Regions from separate parts of the Mus musculus genome. Here all the other regions are linked to region 2. The links are chromatin contacts, called in public HiChIP or PLAC-seq and promoter capture Hi-C maps. All regions are on one chromosome and are shown on one strand. The core of a region is the stretch at or near the end of the contact, and the rest is flanking DNA. Distances in the headings are between cores, read along the strand shown. Region 1 holds the start of Fat1 (FAT atypical cadherin 1). Region 2 holds the start of Triml2 (tripartite motif family-like 2). Region 3 holds the start of Pcm1 (pericentriolar material 1). Region 4 holds the start of Mtnr1a (melatonin receptor 1A).

The links. Promoter capture Hi-C pulls out the DNA fragments that hold promoters and counts their contacts. HiChIP or PLAC-seq counts read pairs in DNA pulled down with a chosen protein or histone mark.
Region 1: a contact with region 2 is called in a promoter capture Hi-C map of embryonic stem cells, with 5 times the contacts expected there. The contact joins the promoter of Fat1 here to the promoter of Triml2 in region 2. A contact is called at or near these places in 3 of 39 promoter capture datasets (cranial neural crest, embryonic stem cells and hippocampal neurons), 8 of 484 Hi-C or Micro-C datasets (adipose-derived mesenchymal stem cells, cerebellum, cerebral cortex and 4 more), 12 of 115 datasets of contacts at active chromatin or transcription factors (astrocytes, embryonic forebrain, embryonic limb bud and 7 more) and 3 of 9 other capture datasets (adipose tissue, embryonic stem cells and pancreatic islet).
Region 3: a contact with region 2 is called in an H3K27ac HiChIP or PLAC-seq map of extraembryonic endoderm stem cells, with 11 times the contacts expected there. The contact joins the promoter of Pcm1 here to the promoter of Triml2 in region 2. A contact is called at or near these places in 4 of 115 datasets of contacts at active chromatin or transcription factors (embryonic stem cells and extraembryonic endoderm stem cells) and 1 of 9 other capture datasets (embryonic stem cells).
Region 4: a promoter capture Hi-C map of hippocampal neurons shows a contact between it and region 2, with 4 times the contacts expected there. The contact joins the promoter of Mtnr1a here to the promoter of Triml2 in region 2. A contact is called at or near these places in 6 of 39 promoter capture datasets (the 3T3-L1 cell line, 3T3-L1-derived adipocytes, the C10 cell line and 3 more) and 1 of 115 datasets of contacts at active chromatin or transcription factors (embryonic stem cells).

What each region holds. Positions count from the first base shown.
Region 1 is chr8:44,948,574-44,951,754 of GRCm38.p6, forward strand. Fat1 (FAT atypical cadherin 1) reads left to right here and starts at 1,635. Exons shown (of 26, transcript NM_001081286.2): 1 at 1,635-3,181. The coding sequence starts at 1,641.
Region 2 is chr8:43,178,517-43,181,833 of GRCm38.p6, forward strand. Triml2 (tripartite motif family-like 2) reads left to right here and starts at 2,020. Exons shown (of 8, transcript NM_001381929.1): 1 at 2,020-2,096. It also overlaps a transcript of Triml1 not described here.
Region 3 is chr8:41,238,211-41,241,179 of GRCm38.p6, forward strand. Pcm1 (pericentriolar material 1) reads left to right here and starts at 1,549. Exons shown (of 38, transcript NM_023662.3): 1 at 1,549-1,753.
Region 4 is chr8:45,067,290-45,070,604 of GRCm38.p6, forward strand. It overlaps Mtnr1a (melatonin receptor 1A), which reads left to right and starts at 1,818. Exons shown (of 2, transcript NM_008639.3): 1 at 1,818-2,113. The coding sequence starts at 1,921.

The sequences.
Region 1 (3,181 bases), core at 385-2,884, 1.8 Mb after region 2:
CTTCCCGACTTGGCTGTTGAGGAGAAGGCGTGAAAGCTACAATGCACGTTGGGTGCCCAACTTGAACTTGATTCAGTATCCATTAAGCTCCTGATTGCTTTAGGCATATCGGCTTTCTTCTCCCCCCACCCCCCTTAATAAAATGACTAATGGGGCAAGCTGGCAGTGGCTGAGTTAAGATCCTGTAAATTAATGCTGCCATTGCTAATTTTGCTGGGCTGTCAAGCCAGCCCTCCGGTCTGCTGTTTCGTTCGCCCTTGCTGGTCTCTTACAGTTTTGTGCATATTCATCGGAGGGCTACTCCGCAAAGGGCGAGCTTCTGCACTGTGCTGTCAGCACTGGGGGGTGGGGAAGCACACTGAATTTTTTTTCCACCTCCCCCAGGGATGAATTTGCTGGGGTGATGAAGAACAGCTGGTGGGAACAGAGCCCTGTTCTCTGGCCCGATCTCAGCCCCGTGGACCTGACCTACCTTCCCACTTGTTTAAAGGCTGCCCTTTGTTCGTGCTCCCTCTTTTGCTCCTCAGTGACTCTCTGCCCTTCCCGCAGCTCTGCATCCTTCCTACTTTGCCTTGATGCGTTGATGTTTCAGCTTCTGTGCGTGTGTAGCTCCTTTCACTGGGGACGCCCTTGGGACAGGTTGTGAGGGGTTTTGAAGATACCAGGCCCTCGAACAAGGGGTCATTGACAACCCTGATGGTAAAATGTCAGTGCTCAGAGATTTGCTTCTCTGCCGTAGTCAGAGCTGTTGCCTGTCAAGCTCCTGAATTCAGGTTTTCCTGTTATAAAATGACCTTTGACTGTATGCTCAGGTTGGTGTTTAGAAATTACTTCACTGCAGATTTGACGGTAATGGTTACTGTAATTCCTTTAAATAGCTTTGCAGTACTAAGTGAGACAATGAGGGAGTGCTGTAGGGAGTGAACTTAATTATTTTTATGAAGAAATAATTCCAGGATAAATTTGTGAGATCAGATTACAAGCTATCATTACATATGGTCCTGTGAGAGCACCGTTTAGGACTTTTTCTGAGCGACCCTGCATGTTTCCAATCCTGTGTTAGCACAAGGTTATAAGCTTCCAAGGCTTGGTGAAACATGCAATGGGAGACTGAGGCAAGAGGGCTAGGGGTTCAAGTCCATCCTTGACTACATAGTGAGCTTGAGGCTGGCCTGGGTTACGTGAAATTATGTCTCAAAAGAATTTTTCCTGCCAGAAAATTAAGTTTATATGATTTTGAGGATGTAGTTCTTGGTGTGTGAGAGGAGGCATTCCTTGTCTGCTTTTTTCAAAAACTGATGTCTGTGTTTGGCCTGAAGACGTAAGTTTAACAATCAAATTCAGGGTTGGAGAGATGGCTCAACGGTTAAGAAGAGAGTTGCTCTTGCAGAGGACCTGTTCCCAGGCGTACACTGATGCTGATGCGCATGAAAACAATAACAAAAGAAAGATAGCTGTCAGACATTCTTCTAGAGTTGTTAGAGTGTTGATGTTGGTGTTGGGAAGTGCTTACTCATAGTCAGTGTGGGTGGGGAATGCTTGATGCATAAGGCTTATATTTACAATTTATTCTTTCCCCTCCAGCAAGTGACACTCTTTTTTTTCTTCTTCTTCTATTACAGGTGGCCAGGAGTTAAAAAATGGGGAGACACTTGACCTTGCTTCTGCTTCTGCTCCTCTTCCTCCAGCAGTTTGGAGACAGTGATGGCAGCCAAAGACTTGAACCCACCCCTCCTATCCAGTTTACACACTTCCAGTACAATGTCACTGTGCACGAGAACTCGGCAGCGAAGACCTATGTTGGCCACCCCAGAAAGATGGGCATCTACATCTTAGACCCCTCGTGGGAGATAAGGTACAAAATCGTCTCAGGAGACAGCGAAAACCTGTTCAAAGCGGAAGAGTATGTTCTCGGAGACTTCTGCTTTCTAAGGATAAGAACCAAAGGAGGGAATACCGCCATCCTGAACAGAGAAGTGAGAGACCATTACACGCTGATCGTCAAGGCAGTGGAGAAAGCCACCGATGCTGAGGCCCGAGCGAAGGTTCGGGTACAAGTGCTGGATACAAACGACTTAAGGCCCTTATTCTCCCCCACCTCCTACAGCGTCTCTTTGCCGGAAAACACAGCCATAAGGACCAGCATCGCAAGAGTCAGTGCCACGGATGCGGACATTGGGACCAATGGCGAATTTTACTACAGTTTTAAAGACAGAACTGACGTGTTTGCTATCCACCCGACCAGCGGCGTCGTTGTTTTGACTGGCAGGCTTGATTTCCTAGAGACCCAGCTCTATGAGCTGGAGATTCTGGCTGCGGACCGGGGGATGAAGCTGTACGGTAGCAGTGGGGTCAGCAGCCTGGCCAAGCTGACAGTTCACGTGGAGCAGGCCAACGAGTGCGCGCCCATCATAACCGCGGTGACGTTGTCGCCCTCTGAGCTGGACAAGGACCCAACCTACGCCATCATCACCGTGGAGGACTGTGATCAGGGTGCCAACGGGGAGATAGCGTCTTTGAGCATCGTGGCTGGCGACCTCCTTCAGCAGTTTAAAACAGTGAGGTCTTTCCCAGGGAGTAAAGCATTCAAAGTGAAAGCCGTCGGGGCCGTCGACTGGGACAGCCATCCTTACGGCTACAACCTGACATTGCAGGCTAAAGACAAAGGGACTCCTCCCCAGTTTTCCCCCGTGAAAGTTGTTCACATCATTTCTCCACAGTTCAGAGCTGGCCCTGTCAAGTTTGAAATGGATGTTTACAGAGCCGAGATCAGTGAGTTTGCCCCTCCACATACACCCGTGGTCCTGGTCAAAGCCATTCCTAGTTATTCCCATTTGAGGTATGTTTTTAAAAGCGCTCCTGGAAAACCTAAATTCGGTTTGAATCACAACACGGGTCTCATTTCCATTTTAGAACCCATTAGAAGGCAGCACACATCCCATTTTGAACTCGAGGTGACAACAAGTGACAAAAGAGCCTCCGCCCGAGTGGTGGTCAAAGTTTTAGGTACAAACAGCAACCCCCCTGAGTTTACACAGACCTCGTACAAAGCATCCATCGATGAGAACGCGCCTATCGGTGCCGCAGTCACGAGGGTGAGTGCGATGGACCCCGACGAGGGGGAGAATGGCTACGTGACTTACAGTATTGCAAACTTAAATCACGTGCCGTTTGTCATTGA
Region 2 (3,317 bases), core at 770-3,269:
TGAATTACTGTGAATTTAACTCTGGTCCTTTGCAAGAGCCTTAAGCACTGGTCAATCTTTCTTGTCCCTACTTCTAATGAACAGGACAAACTTAGAGAAAACAAGACAGCTAGAAGCCAGTCCTTCCTTTCAGAGCATGGTGCTGTCTGTACACATGAAATTTTCAGCACTATGGAATCTGAGGCAGGAGTGCCACAAGTTTAAACTCAGCTTTCTATATATAGCAAAAGGCTGGTGACACAGGCCTTTAATCCCAGCACTTGGGAGGCAGAGGCAGGTGGATTTCTGAGTTCAAGGCCAGCCTGGTCTACAAAGTGAGTTCCAGGAGAGCCAGGACTATACAGAGAAACCCTGTCTTGTTGAAACTCTCTCTCTCTCTCTCTCTCTCTCTCTCTCTCTCTCTCTCTCTCTCTCTCACACACACACACACACACACACACACACACACACAAGGCTGTCTCAAAACCCAAAAAGGGGGCAGGTCAAAATCTCACACATGTTTTTTGCCCCAAGGCTTAGAAGAAAAGAGATTGGGTATATTTTTAAAAAGAAAATCCTCTCCAGACTAAAGAAATAGGGAAAAAAAAAAAAGAAGAAGGTGGTTTATCTGAGAAAGCAAGCGTGAGGAATTCAGTTTAGGGAGAAGGTACAGAGAATCTCTCCAGACAGGAGAGCCACGGTGCTAGATGCCTAGTGCTGAATCTGATCTGGAAGATCAGGAGAGCCAGGTAGGAGGATTTGCTGGTTGTCATGCCAACTGCTTAAAAAAAAATAAAATTAGATTTAAAACCCTCTCTCCTTTGCTTAGCAAGGATTGGCGCATGACATAATCCCTGTCAGAGACAGGACTGTAAGATTAGGGAACTAGAGAGATTTTCCTCTTCACTGGGCCCGCCCCTTCCTCCCCCACACCCCCTCCTGAGACAAAGTCCTTAGGCAGGCGGTTATCTCCCTGCAAAGCAGTGACCCTTCCCTGAAGCAAACATTCTGGAGAACCAAGTGAGTCATTCTTCTCTAGTGAAAAAGCATTAGCAGTTAAAGATAAGAGGCTGAGGCTGAGGAAAACAAGACAGATCCTGCAAAGTAGTCTCATGGTCTGCATTCCTATTAATGATCACCACACATAGGGCACAACATCTTAAAAGTACCTTTCTCTTTTGTTTTATAGTTTTTAAATTTGCTTTTAATTACCTTAAGGAATTAAAAAAATACATTTTGCTTTAGTTGGCCCCCTTCCTCTCCCTCCATCTCCCTGGGGGACTCCTCCATTAAACCCTTCCATCTCTGCTGTTCCATTTTCCTCTTTCACACCCCATCCCAATGTATGCTCTCTCTTCTCTCTCTCTCTCTCTCTCTCTCTCTCTCTCTCTCTCTCTCTCTCTCTCTCTCTCTCTCTCTCTCTCTCTCTCCCCCCCCCCCGTGTCTGTCTGTCTGTCTGTCTGTCTGTCTGTCTGTCTGTCTGTCTGTCTTTTATAAATCAGGCTGGTCTCGAACTCAATCCACAGACATCCTCCTGCCTCTGCTGTCCCCCTCCCACCATGCTAGGACTAAAGGCATGCACTGCTACACACAGCTTTTTACTATTATTATTATTATATAAAATTCGAGGATGAATGGATAGATTAGTAGTGGTTTATCTGTTTTCAGAATCTCTGTGATCCAAGCTGGGTAGGAACTCACCTCTTATCCTGGGTCCACTTCAAATTTGCAGCAATCCTCCTGACTCAGCCTTTCCAATTCAGGGACTATCAGCAATGTGCTATCCAATCTGTCTGGGCCTGAGATCACACCCAAGGTCTGTGTTTTACCGAAGAGTTTTCAGCCAAGGTCAGTGTTTTACTGAAGAGTTTTCAGACAACTGTTTAGAAATGTAAATTAACCTACCTAGGAGGTGGGGCCAGGAAACAGATTCAAAAGTATCTGAAGCCACTTCTGCTGCTTCCGGACCAATCCGGACCAATCCGGTAATAAAGGTCGAAATGGCCGGTTTATGTGACGCTTTGTGAGACCCGGAACTGACCTTCGTACTGAAGTCTCTGGTCTCCACTGGCTGTGGCTTTCCCTGAAGGAAATCCTTAAGATTTCTGGAAAGGAAGGTGAGTTTTCCCGCTTTGCATCATCATTTCCGTAATCATACTTTTTGTTTGTTTGTTTGTTTGTTTTCCAACGACTAAGTTTTTTAAACATTTATTTTGTGTGCGCATGTGGGGGGTGGGGTGGGGGTTGCGGGGAGACCTGGCTTGGTGGTCAGGCTTAAGGAAGTCATCGGTTTGGTTCTCTCCGTCCAACCCGGAGGGCCTGAGGATTCTGCCTTCGGGCTTGGCAGAAGCGGCCTTCACACACCATCAAGGCGGGCCAACTTTTTATTTAAAAAATAAATTAGTTGATTTATGTATGGGAGCGTTGTTCTGCAAGCATACCTGGTGCCCTCGGAGGCTAGAGGAGGGTGTTGGGTCCACCACGAACTGGAGCCACAGATGGCTGAGTCGACTTGGGGGGACACTAGACTTGAACCTCCACAAGTAGCCCAGACTGGGGATGTTTCTGGGACACCATTAAAATACTTAAACTTTTTAATGAGACTGGGCCTCGCTTTGGACTGCTGTTAGCTGTTGAACTCACAGCCTTAGCTTCCCAAGTGCTGGAGTTACAAGCCGGTTGTGAACTATCCTGCCTGATCAAATTCAACAACTTAATTTTGGTATCCTTGGAAGCTTGATGGATGGTTGATTGATGGATGGTAGTGGTCCCTAGATGAGAGACTTGGGGGGTGGGCAGTAAAAGAATAAAAGAACGCCTGAGAAAGGCAAGACAAAAGGTAAATGATACATTCAGGAAAGCAAGCCCAGGGAGGCGGGAATTTCCTGGGGTTTTTTGGTTTTGGTTTTGATTTTTTTGAGTCAGGGTTTCTCTGTGCATCCCTGACTGTCTTCAACCCTCGCTGTAGATCAGGCTGACCTCAAACTCTAAGAGATATGCCTGGCTCTGCCTCTCTGCTGCCTCCTTAATGCTAGGACTAAAGGCACACACAATCTGGCCTGAATTTCTTGGTTTTGTTTTTTATTAAAAACTAATATTTGACCTGTCCTTTTGATTTGCTTTAACCTTTTGCTGACTGATAGAAGTCTTCCCCTCCAAAACAAAAACAAACAAACAAACAAAAACCCAAGAAAAAGACAAACAAATGACAACAAAAATACTGTTTTTAAGGATGGCTGGAGAGATGGCTCAGCGGTTAAGAGCACTGACTACTCTTCTGGAGGTCCTGAATTCAAATCCCAGCAACCACATGGTGGCTCACAACCATCTGTAATGAA
Region 3 (2,969 bases), core at 299-2,798, 1.9 Mb before region 2:
AGTCACACACACACACACACACACACGAGAGAGAGAGAGAGAGAGAGAGGGAGAGAGAGAGAGAGAGAGAGAGATCTGTGTAGGCAACTTAGTGAGACTCAGATCCAAATGAAAAATAGAGGCCTAAAGATTATAGGTCAGTAGTAGAGTACTTGCCTAGCATGTCATGTCGAAAAGCCCTAGGTTCAATATCCACTACCCGGCTGGGTGTGTAGCTCAGTTGACAGAATGTTTGCCTAGCATGCATGAAACCCTGGGTTTGATTTCCAGCAGTGTACTGATTCATTTCCTTAAGGTATCGTATGTTTTTATGTATACAAGCTACATTGAGGTGGAATGCTACACTTCAGCATTCCACAAGCAGAAGGATCTGAAGTCAGAGATTTGAGGCCAGCCTGAGATACAAGAGACGTTGCCTCAGAAACAGGATAAAAACGAATACAGAAGGCTATGGACACAGTAGTAAATTGCCCTGGGCAGGAAGAGTTTAGTTGATAGGAACCGTGGTGCTCTGAGAGAGTTGTAGTATTTTGTTTTGTAAACAATTTGTTGGTAATTGTGTGGAGCAATTTATTGTGGAAAAACAGAAACCTATTCTTTCTCAATTACATTATTTTACATTTAAAAAAATCCTATTTTAGACATTTAGAAGCTGTCTAAAAACAGAATGTGTATGCATGCAACTAAAATCGACAGGTAGTCTTAACTTCGGAGCCTGGCATATTGAAAGCCTTGCAACTTAAAAAAAAAAAGTTTTGTTTTGTGCTGTTTTTATGACACTATTTATCCATTTATTAACCTTAACACAGCCGTTAGCAAGAATATAAATTAAACAGGATTTCAAAGACTATCCGTTCAGCGAAAATTTCACAAGATTAAACTCTGTTTACAACTACTTCTTTCTACCAACAAAGTAGCGGGACAGCGTTCCAAGTGGCAATGACCACTGACAATCTTATTTATGATTCTTCCACCGACTAAGCACACATGACATACTGATTTAATATCCTTGCTAAAATTAGGGGTTAGATTGTAAAGGCTCATCAGTATCCTTCGTGATAGGAAAGTGGGTAGGAATGCACTACAAGGGTTCCCAGTCTTCCGGTCTCCATCTGGAAGCTCATGCCTCCACAGAAAATTAGAAAGCGCCCGGAGACTTGCAGTGAGCTAAAGCACTTATAAACCCCACAGGCCTCAAGCCTTAAAAAACACAGCGGAGCCATCTGGCAGGCGCACAGCACACTGGGATTTGTAGTTCCGTTTCTTTTGGCTACCCAGTTGAGTGGGCATTCTGGGATGTGTAGTTCCCAGGTTGTTCGTCTGCACAAATCTTTTCCTGACTAGAGGGGCGGTACGTGACTCCACGGAAGGCCCGAGCGTCACGTGACTCAGGTCACCGCACGCCCGGAGTTCGCACTGCGGCTCCAGCCCCGGCGAGTTCTCGCCCCCGCGCAGCCGTTGCCGAGGAGACCGCGCTCGTCTCGCGGAGCGTTGCGCCCCCCCCCCCCTCTGCAGTTCCCCCGCCCCCCACTCTTCTCCCACCACAATGAGGTCCTAAGATGGCGGTGGCTGCGGCGGTTGGCGCCTAGTTAGCTAATGTAGAGAAGGCGGCCATTGGGGCTTTGGGCAGTCGAGGGGGATTTGTGGGCCTCCCTTCCGCGGTCTTGGAGGAAGAACCGCTGCCGGCGGCGGCTCCTGGAGGGGCGGCCGACCGCCACTCGGCCCTTGGCAGGAGGGGCGGCTTCGTTTCCAGGTAACGCGGCCCTGGGCCACCGCGGGCCGGAGCACAGGGTGGTTCGAGGCGGGCGCGGCGCTGGAAGCGGCCTGGGGCCACGCCTGCCCGTTTTAACTCTGAGGTCCCATGGCTGCGCGATCCTTCCCCACCCCCAGGCTGTCATCGGCTCCTCTCGGCGCCGACTGACACGCTAGCTCTGGCGAGCGTCTGGGACGACGCTGGCTGGCGCCTCCACGATCTTGGGGCGTCCCATGTGAGGACCGCTCGCCCGGTGCTGGAGATTTCACCCCCCTCCAGGGTGGAGGGGAAGGTTGCCTTGTAGTTCGGGGTGATGAGTTCCGAAAGAAACTGGCCTTGGCGGCCCGAGGCCCCGGGGACCGCCATCCCTCCCAGCCCACCCGCCGAATTCCATCCTGGGAGGGGTCCCGGGCGGCCCGGATCCTCCTGGGTGCAGAGAGTCTGTGGCCCGGGAGTTTTCTGCGGTCCCTTTTATTCTTGGAGCAGGAAGGCCCCTGGAGGCGTTCCTGACTCCTGCTAGTAGGTTCTTTTCGCTAAGAAAATGTTAATTTAATAATCCTTCTCCGCGCTCCTCCCACTGCCCCTTCTTCACCCCTTCGGGAAGATCCAGTTTCTTTACATCTAGAATGGGTGGTGGGGGGGCGAGGGGGAGACTGGGGATGGGTGGGTGGGAGGGAAGCGAGATGTCCAGTGGGATTCTGGCAGCCTGGCTTGCTTTGCAGAGACTGCTGTTAAGGATTAGGTGTTCGGCCCCCCTGTGGGGGCGTCTGCGTGAACCAACTTTTCCTCTCGCGCTAGCCTGGTCCAAACCCAAAACAAAACACAAAACGTTTTTTTCCTCCCCTTTCTTTCATGGCGGTATTAGGATTGGTGTGGGAACTACGGGTGACAGATCGTGCTTTGGCGCTTAGAAGAAGCGGGCTTTCTGGGTGCCCCTACCGCCTCCTACCCCCGCCCCATAACCGCTTTCCAGACCCCGCCTTCGGTGTTCTCTGGTTACTAGAGCCGGTGTTCAAGAGCTTTTTGTGCACCTGCTTCTGCCTTTTCCCTATCACCTTCCTGGTCAGGGCCACTGGCTGGCGTCGTTAATACCGAATTTCGCACTTGAAGGTACACCTCGGTAAATGTAGTTAAAAAAAAAAAAAGAATTCTCATGCCTAAAGCTTTTTTAAAAAATAAGAGAGTAACAAGTTCTTGAATAGTTTGAGTAACAGGG
Region 4 (3,315 bases), core at 568-3,067, 1.9 Mb after region 2:
TGTCATATATCAACAATATACATCATGTCATATATCATATATATCATATCATATATTGTATTGCTATACCATATATCATCTCCTGTTTTATATAGTTTATGTTATGTTTTTCTTATTATAGGTGTCAAACATTTCTGTGGCCAATACCGGTCTATTGAGAAACACAGTCACTTAGAAATGAGGTTTGGAGCTGTGGACTCAGGGGGACTCAAGTTCAAAACCTGTTTTCACTCATGACTGATTGCATACCTCTGCACGTTACTTCACTGGCCAGTGTTGCAGGGTTTCAGCCAACATATGGCCCTCACAGTGTCAAACCCTGTCAGATTAACATCGTGTAAGACTGCCCATTTGAAAAAGCTCTCCCAGGGCTGTGCAGAGAGCCCTAGGTCAGTTGATGACCTAAGCTCATGGGTCTTTTCTATGCTCACGATGATGGGGTTCGGTCCCACTCTCCCTCTCATGCTCACTTAGTGAGGGGGCCCTTCCTTACCTCAAGTTTAGAGACTCACTTACCCACATTCCCTTAAACATATCTTCCTGTCCATCACCGATTTCCCTCATTGCTAATTTAAAACATTAACCTTCTTAATTCTGTGCTTTATTCTCGGTTTAGATGAAATCTCGCACATCCCAGGTTTGTCCTGAACAGCGGAGGATGACCTTGAACCTCTGATCCTTTGCCTTCCCTCCTGGGTGCTGGGGTTACGTGACTGAGGTGCCACATCCAGTTTATACAGCACTAGAAATGGAGTCTAAGATTTTGCAAATGCTGCACAGGAGCCCTAACGACAGAGCCACACGCTCAGGCCCCTCAATTCTGCATTGCATTTCTTCTTGAAATTATTGATGAACACAACCATTTTACTTAATATGATTTGTTGAGACAGGATTTTATACAGCAACACTGATTGACCACACAGCTCAAGATGCCCCCAAACTGGTGTTGATTCTCCTGCCTCAGCCTCCAGAGCTACGACACATTGTTTAATTTTAATACAGATTTTAATATTGTCATGTCATGCTTTTCTGGTATTCATCTTCTTAAAATGTATTTTCTTCATTTTTCTTCACTCTTTCAAAGGGACTTTGGAAATGCTTAGGAATTGGACAGCCATAAAATATATGGAGAGCATGAAAATTTAAGTGTTCAATATGAGAACATCATATGTTTTGTGTAAGTCTCCTTCCCCATGTTGAAGAAAGTTTTGGGGTTTTGTTCCATTCTGTACAGAGCTGGCTAATGCACTTCCCAGAAATCTTACACTGTGGTTCTACGTCTGCTTCTATTATCTCAAGTTTCTGTTTTCACTGATAGTTTCAAAAGAACATATACACCTGTCATCTGCAAATATTTACATTTTGTTTCGTTTAATTGCCAGAAACACCCAGAACAGACATTAAATCGTGCTATGCCAGACGGAAAGGGTGTGATTTAATATCATTATTACTTTATTTTTACACATCATTGACTATTAAAGTTGATGAGTTAGATTCTATTTTCATCTTCATTTTCCGGATAAGACATCCAGGGCATCTAGTCCTGGTTAGGATTCAAGTTCGTGAATCGAGGCCTTCCAGGGTGCAAGTTTCCCTCCACTTGATGCCTCCACGTGTCTCACCGAGTCTCGCCACACGGGGGCGCAACGTGCACGCACTGTGGGACCTCCGAGTCCAAGTTGCTGGGCAGTGGACAGCAGGTGTCAGCAGGCGGCAGTGGCCAAGTGCAGAGAGGGTGTCCTACCACCGGGAGGGGCTGGAGTGGGCAGGACAGCCGCGAAGCAATCATAAGGATGCAAAGTAGACGCGGGAGGGCCATAAAAAGTGGCGGAGAGGGCTCGAGCAGAGCTGAGCAGTTGAGGGCTCCGGGGCGACAGGACAATGGCCCTGGCTGTGCTGCGGTGAGGCACCCAGGGGACCATGAAGGGCAATGTCAGCGAGCTGCTCAATGCCACTCAGCAGGCTCCAGGCGGCGGGGAGGGAGGGAGACCACGACCGTCCTGGCTGGCCTCTACACTGGCCTTCATCCTCATCTTTACCATCGTGGTGGACATTCTGGGCAACCTGCTGGTCATCCTGTCTGTGTACCGCAACAAGAAGCTCAGGAACTCAGGTAGGGGCTCCGGGCACCTTTCCCAGCGCTAGCCCCATTGCGGGACACTGAGAAAACTTCAGAAAGTCCGTTTCTGAGAAATGAGACTTTGGATAATTTTCTCTCCTTTCTCTTGACCCTGTCCCTCTATAAGATGCCTTGACAAAGATCATCCAGGAGTCTTCAGTTCTTAGAGATGTAAAACTCTGTTCCCTCCCACAGCATCTCTTTACTCATCTAGATCAACGAACTCATCATCAGTTGTTTGGATTTGCATAAAATCCATTTCCCCCAACTTCGCAAAAATAGGAGAAGATGCAGAAGCCGCCAAAAACAACAGAGCTACTGCTTGGCTTTTGTTATCAGGTGTGGTTTTCAGCTAACAGCACCAAATTGCAAGGTAGTCTGGGAAGATGCTAAGAATGCTGAGGAAGCACCTTTGTTCCTCAAGTCAAATCTGCATTTTAGAAGATGAAAACTGTAGCGAGAAATGCATTTGCATAGAATATAGGACTAGAGTTAATTCTGTGTTTGAGTTACAGTTGGGGTTCCCTGGAGCAATGAGCTGACCTAGTTACCCTGCGTAAGAGCGTAAGAGCGGGTTGGTCGGTTCTCCCTAAGCTTTTTTATGCCTTCAAACAGCGTCAAGGTTGCTTGGATTTCTGTTCCTGGTTTGGAAGTAAACTTTTGGTAGAAGGGTAGAGGGGAATCCATTTGCTTAAATAAATGGCCCCAAATGATATTTTTGTCCTAAACCAGGTAGCTGGTGAAAACTCAAATTCAGGCAGCATGTGGCTCACCTTTGGCCTAGCTTCTGCAACGCTTCGGGCTGTGCAAAGTACAAGAATTAGTTTGAAAATATCTGATAATGTGAATTCAGTTTGGCTTAGAAAACGGGATGACTTCCTTTCACGGATGATCGGCCTAAACTAGAATCCAGTCTTCAGAATTCAATAGCTTGGTGGTTGTTGTTTGTGGAGCATTGGCAAAGCCCTAGGCTTGGTCTCCACCACTGTAATAAATGAATAGTTGGGATAAGCGAATAGTTGGGGGAGCACACCCCTTCTGAGAGCTAGGAGTCTCCACAAGCTGCACTGGGACCCTGAGCACCCATACAGAAAGTCCTTGAGTGAGCCCAAGGGTCGGGCATCAGACTCATTCACTTTACAGAGAAGGGTGTAGTGAGGCTCAGTAGTGGGAGGCTCTAATTCTTGGGGTTCCTG